2 separate regions of the Mus musculus genome follow, and region 1 is linked to region 2. The links are chromatin contacts, called in public Hi-C maps. All regions are on one chromosome and are shown on one strand. Each heading gives the region's core, a stretch centred on a gene start, on an enhancer-like site or on the middle of the called end of the contact. The rest is flanking DNA. Distances are from core to core; before and after follow the strand shown.

The links. A called contact is a pair of places that touch in the nucleus more often than the background predicts.
Region 1: a Hi-C map of cortical neurons shows a contact between it and region 2, with 2.5 times the contacts expected there. The contact joins two enhancer-like sites. A contact is called at or near these places in 1 of 484 Hi-C or Micro-C datasets (cortical neurons) and 1 of 9 other capture datasets (liver).

The regions. Positions count from the first base shown.
Region 1 is chr10:40,966,210-40,971,185 of GRCm38.p6, reverse strand. No RefSeq gene overlaps it. Among named protein-coding and RNA genes, the nearest start is that of Gm48057, 66 kb to the left of the region's middle. Within about 2 kb of position 1,590, at least 70 of the 459 cell types and tissues checked have an H3K27ac peak or open chromatin away from gene starts, as enhancers often do. A contact at or near this core is called in cortical neurons, where this site is marked.
Region 2 is chr10:40,829,266-40,834,089 of GRCm38.p6, reverse strand. It overlaps Cdc40 (cell division cycle 40), which reads left to right. Exons shown (of 15, transcript NM_027879.2): 15 at 734-2,469. The coding sequence ends at 911. Among named protein-coding and RNA genes, the nearest start is that of Cdc40, 51 kb to the left of the region's middle. Within about 2 kb of position 3,564, at least 22 of the 459 cell types and tissues checked have an H3K27ac peak or open chromatin away from gene starts, as enhancers often do. A contact at or near this core is called in cortical neurons, where this site is marked.

The DNA of each region.
Region 1 (4,976 bases), core at 341-2,840, 140 kb before region 2:
CTATTCAAGAGAGGCATCGGGCCAGCACACAAGAGGGCACACGAAGCCAAGTAATCCTCCTGAAACTCCTGAGCTCTGCGGGTCTGGGAAGAAGCAAGCTATGAATAAGGACAGCAGAGGAAGGGCGCACATCAAGAATGGATTTCCCACCCACACGAACAGAGGGAGAATTCTACAATAGCCCAGCTGCAGTCATTCCAACATAAGCTGGCATGGGATCCGGATAACGATCAGGGTACAAGCATACAGAGCCAGGGCAACCAAGGGGACGCAGGCAGGGCCAGGCCTTCCTGTCAGGCTTCTGGATAAGCCCTCAGGGAAATGGCTGGAATTTACACTGAACTCTACCATGATCAGATTCTGTTCTTATGCCATGTTTTCCTCTTAAATAAAATGGACTGTCCCATACAAACAAAAGAGTCGATCCCATAGGGTGAGCCCAGTCTATCTCATTAAGCCCTTCATATCACGGTTAGAAAGTCTGGAGCGGGCTGGAAAGATGGTTCAGTGGTTAAGAGCACTGACCGCTCTCCCTAGAGTTCAATTCCCAGCAACAATGTGGTGGCTCACAACCATCTGTATTGGGATCTGATGCCCTTTTCTGGTGGATCTGAACACAGTGAGAGTGTACTAACATATATTAAATAAATCAATACAAAAATCTTAAAGGAGGAGGAGGAGGAGGAGGAGGAGGAGGAGGAGGAGGAGGAGGAGGAGGAGAAGAAGAAGAAGAAGAAGAAGAAGAAGAAGAAGAAGAAGAAGAAGAAGAAGAAGAAGAAGAAGAAAGAGGAAGAAGAAGAGGAGGAGGAAGAAGAAAGAAAGTCTAGAGCAAACACCTTATCAACTAAGTTTAGACAAAGGCTCCCATGCCAGGAGAGCTTTCAGCTTCAGATCCCAGGAGCAGGCAGCAGGCAAGTGTACTACAGAGAGTGGTATCTGCTGTTTTGTGCACAAATGAGGTTTGGTCAACTGTCCTCACCTAGTTCTCTCTCACCCAGTCTTGATGCAGCCCCTCCTCTTGACTGCTTCTCTCTCTCTCCCTCTCCCTCTCTCTCTCCCTCTCCCTCTCCCTCCCTTCCCCTTCCCTCCCCCTCCCCCTCCCCTCCTCTATCTCTTCTCCCTCTTATTCTGTGCAGGTCCCTTCTTCTTCCCAGCTCTGAGACCTAAGTCTCCAAGTCATTTCTCCTCCATCTGTCCCTGCTCTCCACTGGATCTCATTAAAGTTACGGGTTTATACCTGTGTGCTAATGGTGCCGCTATTTATATCTGCAACTCTTGGAGTGATCAAATCAGTCACACAGATGTCTAACCGAAACCACAGACACAGTAAACCCTGTCTTCTCTTAATGAGTGGGCGACCACATCAAAGTGCACCCCTGCATATGAGCCCCGATAACCCCTCTTCTGTCCAAGTCTCCAAATTGCCAGCTCTAGTAGTCTTTTGAGTTTCCAGCCTCCGCCCTCCTTTCTTGCAGTGTTTTCTCCGTGAGGCAGCTACAATCTTTAACAACAGGCATACCACCACATCCTACCGCTGTTGTACTCAAGCCCTCCCAGAGTCACACCAGGAAGAAAGCCAGAGTGCCCGCCTCTCTGAGCCCAGCGCCCAGCGGGATCAGCTGCTCCTGCCTGCCCCACCCCCACCCGTTGCCCGCCTTGGTCTGCAGGGAAATTCGTTTTCTCTCTTGAATGTGGCTCCAAGCTGCACACTGGAATCCCTCTGCCCAAGGCTCTGTCGGCTCCCTACAGACAGCCCGTGCCTATCTGAACAAGGTGCCCACTGCATCCTGCTCCTGCATGGTGGGGTTTTTCTTTGCTACACTCATCACTATTTGTGTCATAGGCAATTTGTCTTCCTCAGAAAAATGTGAAGCTCCTAAAAAACGGATTTTCTTTTCTTTTTTGTCCAGTGTTTTTCTTTCCCTCAGGACACAGAATGCTACAGTGCCTGGCACCTGGTGAAAGATGAGTCAATATTTATAAATGTTGCCTAAACACATGCACACACACAGGAAAATAAAATACACATTTGTGTAACATGTTGCCTGTGTCCAGTTCTGTGAGTTTTAAACTTTTGGGTTTAATGCTAAATGATTCTTAAAAAAAATCAGGTAGTAGAAAAAAAAAAATCACTGTGCTAGAAAATTGAGAACATTTAGTTAACGCATGGCACTGTATCTCAGGACTCTGATATAAGAGATTTCAGAATTTTAGCTAAGAGGGGGCTGGAGAAGGACTGTAGGATCCTGCCCCACCAGACAGACTTTTCCTTGAGGATACTGGAGGACTCGGCAGAGACTCTCCATCCCCGTTCCTCTCCTAGGAGCATTTATGGGAACAGTTCCTCCCAACCCACGTCCTGTGGGCTCACCTGTTCCAGGCTTACCCACTTCCCTTTGCAGGACAGTCTGACAGGAATTTGCCGTGCCATTGTTGGAGCAGATTCCCTCTATATCATCACAGAATTTTAACAACTACGTTGATGATGGCACATGAGCATTAGTGATGCTTGAACTTTTGCCAGATGGAGTCTGGGAGGCTGCGCTGTGCGGCCAGGATACATAGTCTAATGTTCCAGTCTCCAACACAGAAAGCACGACCCTAGGAGCCATTTAACTCACCTCTTAAGCTCTCTAGCCACAGTTCAGTGCCAGAGAATGGATCTAGATGGTCTGCACTTTTCTCTGTGGTGTCTGATCACACAGAGAAGCACGCCATCACAGAAACAATCCTTTAGCTCTGAGGCATTATGCAATTTACTTACTTCTCATTAAATCCACATAGCACCATGACGAAGTAGGCCTGCTGTTATCCTGATTGCTCAGAAGAAGACACAAAGGCATAGAGAGGTTGAACTTTGTCCAGGGTCTCACGGAGCAGGTGAGCAGCAGAGCTGGACGCGATGTTTTGCCATCCTGTGATCCTGGACCCGTCCTGCTGATCATCATGGGGGAGAGGGGCACTCTCTCCATGAACCATGGACAGGAGAGGCTCCCACAGACCCACGGAGCACCTTCCCTCAGTACAGACGAGAGGCTGCAGCCAAGAAGGTGTGATTTGTCTGTTACACTTACAGGCACAGGCAGAAGCAATATGGAGTCTCCTCACAACTTGATAATGTCGTCAAGTGAATTCTCAAGGATGGACATTTCTGCAAGAGCCTTTGGGCATGCTTGCTTCTCTTTTGCTCAATATATATGTATTTATATATGTACACGCACACACACACACACACACATATATACACATATGTATATATGTGTCTTAGTCAGGGTTTCTATTCCTGCACAAACATTATGACCAAGAAGCAAGTTGGGGAGGAAAGGGTTTATTCAGCTAACACTTCCATATCACCAAAGGAATCCAGGACTGGAACTCTGGCAGGACAGGAAGCAGGAGCTGATGCAGAGGCCATGGAGGGATGTTCTTTACTGGCTTGCCTCCCCTGGTTTGCTCAGCCTGCTCTCTTATAGAACCCAGGACTACCAGCCCAGGGATGGCACCACCCACAATGGGCCCTCCCTGCCTTGATCACTAATTGAGAAAATGCCTTACAGCTGGATCTCATGGAGGCATTTCCTCAAGGGAGGCTCCTTTCTCTGTGATAACTCCAGTCTGTGTCAAGTTGACACACAAAACCAGCCAGTACAATATGACTTTGTATGTATCTCCTTTGCATTAGATCTACACCCTTAAAGACAGCTTAAGGTGTCTTAAATTTTTATTTGGAATTTGGATAGAGTACAACCCAGCTTCCATAAGGATGCTACTGGTTGCCATTGTGAGGTCCGAGTTCTCCTCCATGGGAACTTTCCCCACAAGTCCCCAGCAAACTGAACCGGCATACACTGAGGCTGACTTGAAGGATTTACATTTAGCCTCTCCTCCACACTGCAGTCTACACATCTGAATTTTAGGTTTTTGGATTAAGGCAGTATTCTCTCATGCACACTGGGATTACCTGAGACTTCAAAAAAAAAAAAAAAACTTCTTGTCTTTTAAGTTGCATGTATGTGTATGCATGTGCACAACAGTGAGGATGCCCGAGGAGTCCAGGGACATCAGATCCCCTTGGAGTTAGAGTTATGAGGAATTGTGAGTCATCTGACCTAGGTGCTGGGAACCAAACTCAGGCCCTCTGCAAGAGCAAGAGATGCTGGTACTTCCTGAACCATCTCACCAGTCCCCAACACCCAAACACTTAAAAACTGCGCCCACACCACATTGAAGCCATTCACTGGCTATGTAAAGTAGGAACATGATGTGGCAATTGTCTACTTCTAGAATGCTAGCCAAGCTGCTGTACCTTACCACTGCAGACATTTGGTGGTTTTGTTGAAAACAGCCCAATGTGTGATGCTTAGACTTCCAAAATGAGGGTGGTCCTGAGACACATCCGCCCCACAAGCCAATTCCTTTCTTCCTATACTCTCTGGAGAGCTTGCCTGCCTCTCCTTGGGGGTGGGGATTCCTCTATGTAGAGCAAGTCTGTGGAAGACTACTATCTATCTACTACTACTATCTCTAGATTGTTTTACTTCCAACAGCTCATCAACTTTGAAAAGCTATTAACATGTCACAGTACTGAAAAGGCATATGACACCAAGTAAACTGGGGACAGGGAACAAGACTTCATAGTTCCCCATTTCAGCCTCTCAGGCTCCCTTCCTGCTCTTACCAGCTGTGAGTCTTGGAGTTGCTAATGTGGAGACAGCTTATGTACATTTAAGCTAAGGCTACTGCGATGAACATTGTCACCTTGAGAGATTTTAGAATGATCTGGCAACAGCCTCTGGGCATGCGTGTGAGGGGGTTCCTAGACTAGGTCACCCAGGTGGAGAAACCCAGGCTACCTATGCCTAGCACCATCCCATGGGCTGCAGAACTGGGTAGACTATAAAGGAGAACTGAGCTGAGTACTGGTGTCCATCTCTGCTTCTTAACTCTGGATGCAGTGTGTCAGATGCCTCATACTC
Region 2 (4,824 bases), core at 2,315-4,814:
ACTGTGTAATCTTTGAAAATGGCAGACATAAAGGCAAGAATGAGTTGTAAAAACTAGGTAGACTTTTCTGTGGTGTCGTCTTCAGTGTGTTTTCTGACCGTGCATAGGCCCGTGCCCTATAGCCCCCTAGTAATCCGCCTGCGTCACCATGTTGCTTTCCCTCTGCTGCTGTACGTGGCTGTGGTTGAGGAGGTCCCAGGAGAACTGCAACACTGTTGAACAGCTTCGTCTCTCACCTACAGAACTGTCCACGCTGGGAACGGGAGCGTGGCTTTCAGATACTTCTAGGTCACAATTAGCGAAATTTCTGCGTTCACTTCCCAACTCTTAGTTAAAAATATATAGGTGCAAAGAATTCAGATAGGCCTGTCATTTTTTTATATTTAGCGTGGTAATTAGGCCTCAGCTTCCTAACTCTGATTCAGTCTTTGAATCAGAGCATATCGAAGCTAAAGATGTTAAAAAGTCCGTTGCAGTACAGTGTGCTTAACATGTTCACTGACTACATGTGAAACTAGTTCTTCTGTGCGGCCTGCCTGTCTAGACGCTCTCTTACCCTGGCGGCATGTCGGAAGGGAGAGGCTAGAGATGTGTGACTACAGACCGCTTCGATTCGTGCGCTCATTCTTCTGAGTCCCTTACATTCACGTTTCCCGTGGTAACGGGGCTGTGTCGTTCACTTCACCAGCCTAAGGTGTATGAATAACCAGGACTTGTTTTCATTGTATTGCAGCTATGTGATTTCAGGAGATGGAAATGGGAAATTAAACATCTGGGACTGGAAGACCACAAAACTCTACAGTCGCTTTAAAGCCCATGATAAAGTGTGCATAGGCGCAGTGTGGCACCCCCATGAGACCTCCAAGGTCATCACGTGTGGTTGGGACGGCCTCATTAAGTTGTGGGATTAATGGGATTAGTCCTTTCACTGTCTGGGATCATTTTTGATCCAGTGTCTTATTTAACTATTTAATTATTAAAATGTGTTGGATGACAGTTTGATTTATAGGTAATCTTTTCTTATATGGCCTTATGATGTTGGCCTATTGTTTTTAAGAGCTTGGTAAATTTGCCTCAGAGAAGTTCAATAGCAACTTCATTTTGTTCTTTATAGATGTTATTTATATGGGGAATGACAACTGGTTATATTTGACAAGTAGTTACTGTTGGCAGGCAGTTGCGTTTGTCCCTGTGATGTCACTGAAAGGATCAAAGGATCGTTTTGGAGTGAAGAAAAAAAAATGCCTATTGGATATGGGATCTTATGGGAAATGATGTAGCTAACGACTCAGAAAGGTGCCAGGCACTTAACCGACCCACCCAGCAGGGTGGCAGGAATACAGGCGGAGCCACCCACAGTCACCTACAGTCACCTACAGTCACCTACAGTCACCTACAGTCACCTACAGTCACCTACAGTCACCTACAGTCACCCACAGTCACCCACAGTCACCTACAGTCACCTACAGTCACCTACAGTCACCCACAGTCACCCACAGTCGCCTACAGTCACCTACAGTCACCCACAGTCACCCATAGTCACCCACAGTCACCCACAGTCACCTACAGTCACCCACAGTCACCGCTGCTGAATCAAGCTCTTGTCTTCTTCCGGTTCCATTATTTTTATGGCCTTTGTATTTTTACGTGTAAACTAGTGACCCTCATTGGTTGCAGCTTTCTTCTAACTATTAAGCAATGTAAAATTAGAAAGCAGTCCGAAGTTCCTTTCTTGACTCTCTTCCTAGTCACGAGAGACAGGACTGTGTAGACCTAAGCAGAAAGTGAGGTTGTCTCTGAAGCTGGAACTCAAGGGAACAAGCCAAGGCTTTGAATGTTGCTTGCAATCACTGTCTGTAAGGCCCTGGCTGCACCCAGAAATCAGGGTCTCAGGCTCTGCTTTGCCACTGGATGAATAATAATGAGTTCCCTCTGGCCAGAGTGTGAAGACAGAGTCCAAAATACCACTTGTAATTTCTTTAAAGTCACAGTTTTGTCCTTAAAATCACTCTGGTTTTACTTGTGAATATAAACAGTAAAACTTTTGAATGTTAGAAAAAAATTAAATTTCTTTTCAGATCTTTGAAAAACCATTGACATTATAAGAAAATGCCTGGAGCCCCCCAGTCTGAAAGGCCACGGGGCTTTCTCTTTTTTAAATCACATGCTGAACATTGCACTGCCTAGCCATTGCCATTTCTGTGTCTTCCAGGAAGGGTGGCATATAGGAGGAAGGAATTATACAAAACCATTCTGTCGTCCAAACCACTATTTTAACAAATGTGAATTACTGGAATGTAGTAAGAGAAAAACTTCAACAACAGTATTGCATGTTAACAAATCATAATTTCGTAATCTCAATTTCTTTTATTGTGTTTTTGACTGTTTCTAAACAGAGTAATTGTACATAAAAGTTTTCTCTTTTTTGAAAAGATCCTATTTTTGAATAAAGCATTCTTTTTATAGAAAGTGCTGCTGAGTTCATTGTGTCCTTTGTCTTAGGTCTGTGAAGATACCAACAAACCACCTCAGACTTAAATGGGTCACACAGAAGGAATTGCCGTTGAGAGGTGGGAGGGGTGTGTTCAGTATGGTAATGGGTTTATTCTAACCACATGACCAAAGCGGGTGTAGGCAGGTGGGATTAGAGCATGCAGACAGACAGGCTCCTTCCTAGTGTAGAAACCCTGAAAGCATGCTGTAGCTTGCTCATGTAGACTACTTGCGGCCGCCGCCGTCTCCTCCTCCTCCTCCTCCTCCTCCTCCTCCTCCTCCTCCTCCTCTTCCTCCTCCTCCTCCTCCTCCTCGATGCATGCTTTTTGTCACAACCCGGACAGAGTTCTTCCCAAAAAGTTAGGTTTGTTCAACTGATGTAAAAGGTTCAACTGAATGAATATTTAGACACTGAAGCAGAAGCTGGGCTGTTTTGCCATAAGTAAGGAACCAATTTTAAGACAAAGGATACAGAGGAGGGTCGCAGAAATCTTTCCGAGGAGAAACAGTTGATGGTCTGTGTATTTTGAGACAGAGTCTCATTTAGAATTGATTCTCCTGCTTCTACCTCCCAAATGCTGGGATTGCGGACTTGGACTAGCCACATCTGGCAGGAACTGGCTCTTGAGAACCACATTATGGGGCTGGCCACTAACTTAAAATGCTTATAAAGTGCCTATAAGAGAATAGTGGCAGAGAAGCATCAACCTTTGAGAGGCAGCCATGAGGATCCTAATACCGGCAACAATTGCAGAAGCAAGCGCCTTGAAGCTCAACTGGCTGAACTGTATGTTTCGATAGTGTTGATTGCCGTCATATAGGATGCAGAAAAAAGCAGCAGATAGCTAAGGGTGCCACGATATGTTCTGGCACCAGAAAGGAGTGTAAAATGCCACCCAGACCTTAAATGTGGATCGCAGCCTGAGACCTAGGGAACACAGCTGCCATATTTCATCAGACACAGAGGGTTCACGTTTTAATGTCTCAGGATAAGGCTCTAGTTGAAAGCTAAGCAGTACCATAGATTCACTGGCAGCATCCATTCTTATGAGTCATAAATGGTTGATGTAATAGAGTATAGAAAAAGCCAAGTACAAAGGAGCCAGGGGAGAGAGGAGCTAGTGGGAGGAAGGGACCTGTCACAAGCATTGGATTGAAATTCACATCGTGAAATACATGGTTGGTGAGTAAGTAAGCAGACATTTCAAGTAGAAAGTCAGAGACTTCTGGCTTTAGACTCTCCCTGAGCCATGCAGGGCAGGCATGACACTGTGTCTCACATGTGTGGCTGGGCATGACACTGTGTCTCACATGTGTGGCTGGGCATGACACTGTGTCTCACATGTGTGGCTGGGCGTGATACTGTGTCTCACATGTGTGGCTGGGCGTGACACTGTGTCTCACATGTGTGGCTGGGCATGACACTGTGTCTCACATGTGTGGCTGGGCATGACACTGTGTCTCACATGTGTGGCTGGGCGTGATACTGTGTCTCACATGTGTGGCTGGGCGTGATACTGTGTCTCACATGTGTGGCTGGGCATGACACTGTGTCTCACATGTGTGGCTGGGCGTGATACTGTGTCTCACATGTGTGGCTGGGCATGACACTGTCTCACATATGTGGCTGGGCGTGATACTGTGTCTCACATGTGTGGCTGGGCGTGATACTGTGTCTCACATGTGTGGCTGGGCATGACACTGTGTCTCACATGTGTGGCTGGGCGTGATACTGTGTCTCACATGTGTGGCTGGCCGTGATACTGTGTCTCACATGTGTGGCTGGGCATGACACTGTCTCACATATGTGGCTGGGCGTGATACTGTGTCTCACATGTGTGGCTGGCCGTGATACTGTGTCTCACATGTGTGGCTGGGCATGACACTGTCTCACATATGTGGCTGGGCGTGATACTGTGTCTCACATGTGTGGCTGGGCATGATACTGTGTGTCACATGTGTGGCTGGGCACTCCACAGATACTCTACACATTGGCCATTTGTGAATTTCTGCATTTACTACTTTCTATTGCACAAAGAAACTTTCTAATGAGTTCTGAGGGCCGTGCTATTTTATGAGTAGAGAGATATAAATTTAGAAAGCAATTTGATATTGTGTCCATTTAGCAAAATAAGAGCTGTAGATTCACTCCTGAGGCTTATGAATTCCCTACCCATGAGTTCTTGGCAAGATTTACAGCACTAAACATTTCTTTTTCTCCTGTGGAGCAGATCTTAGATCCAAGCAGGAATTGGGTGGTTACCTCTGCAGTGCTAGCACAGCTATTACACATTGGTCGTCGTCGTAGTTCATGGAGGTTACAACGGACTG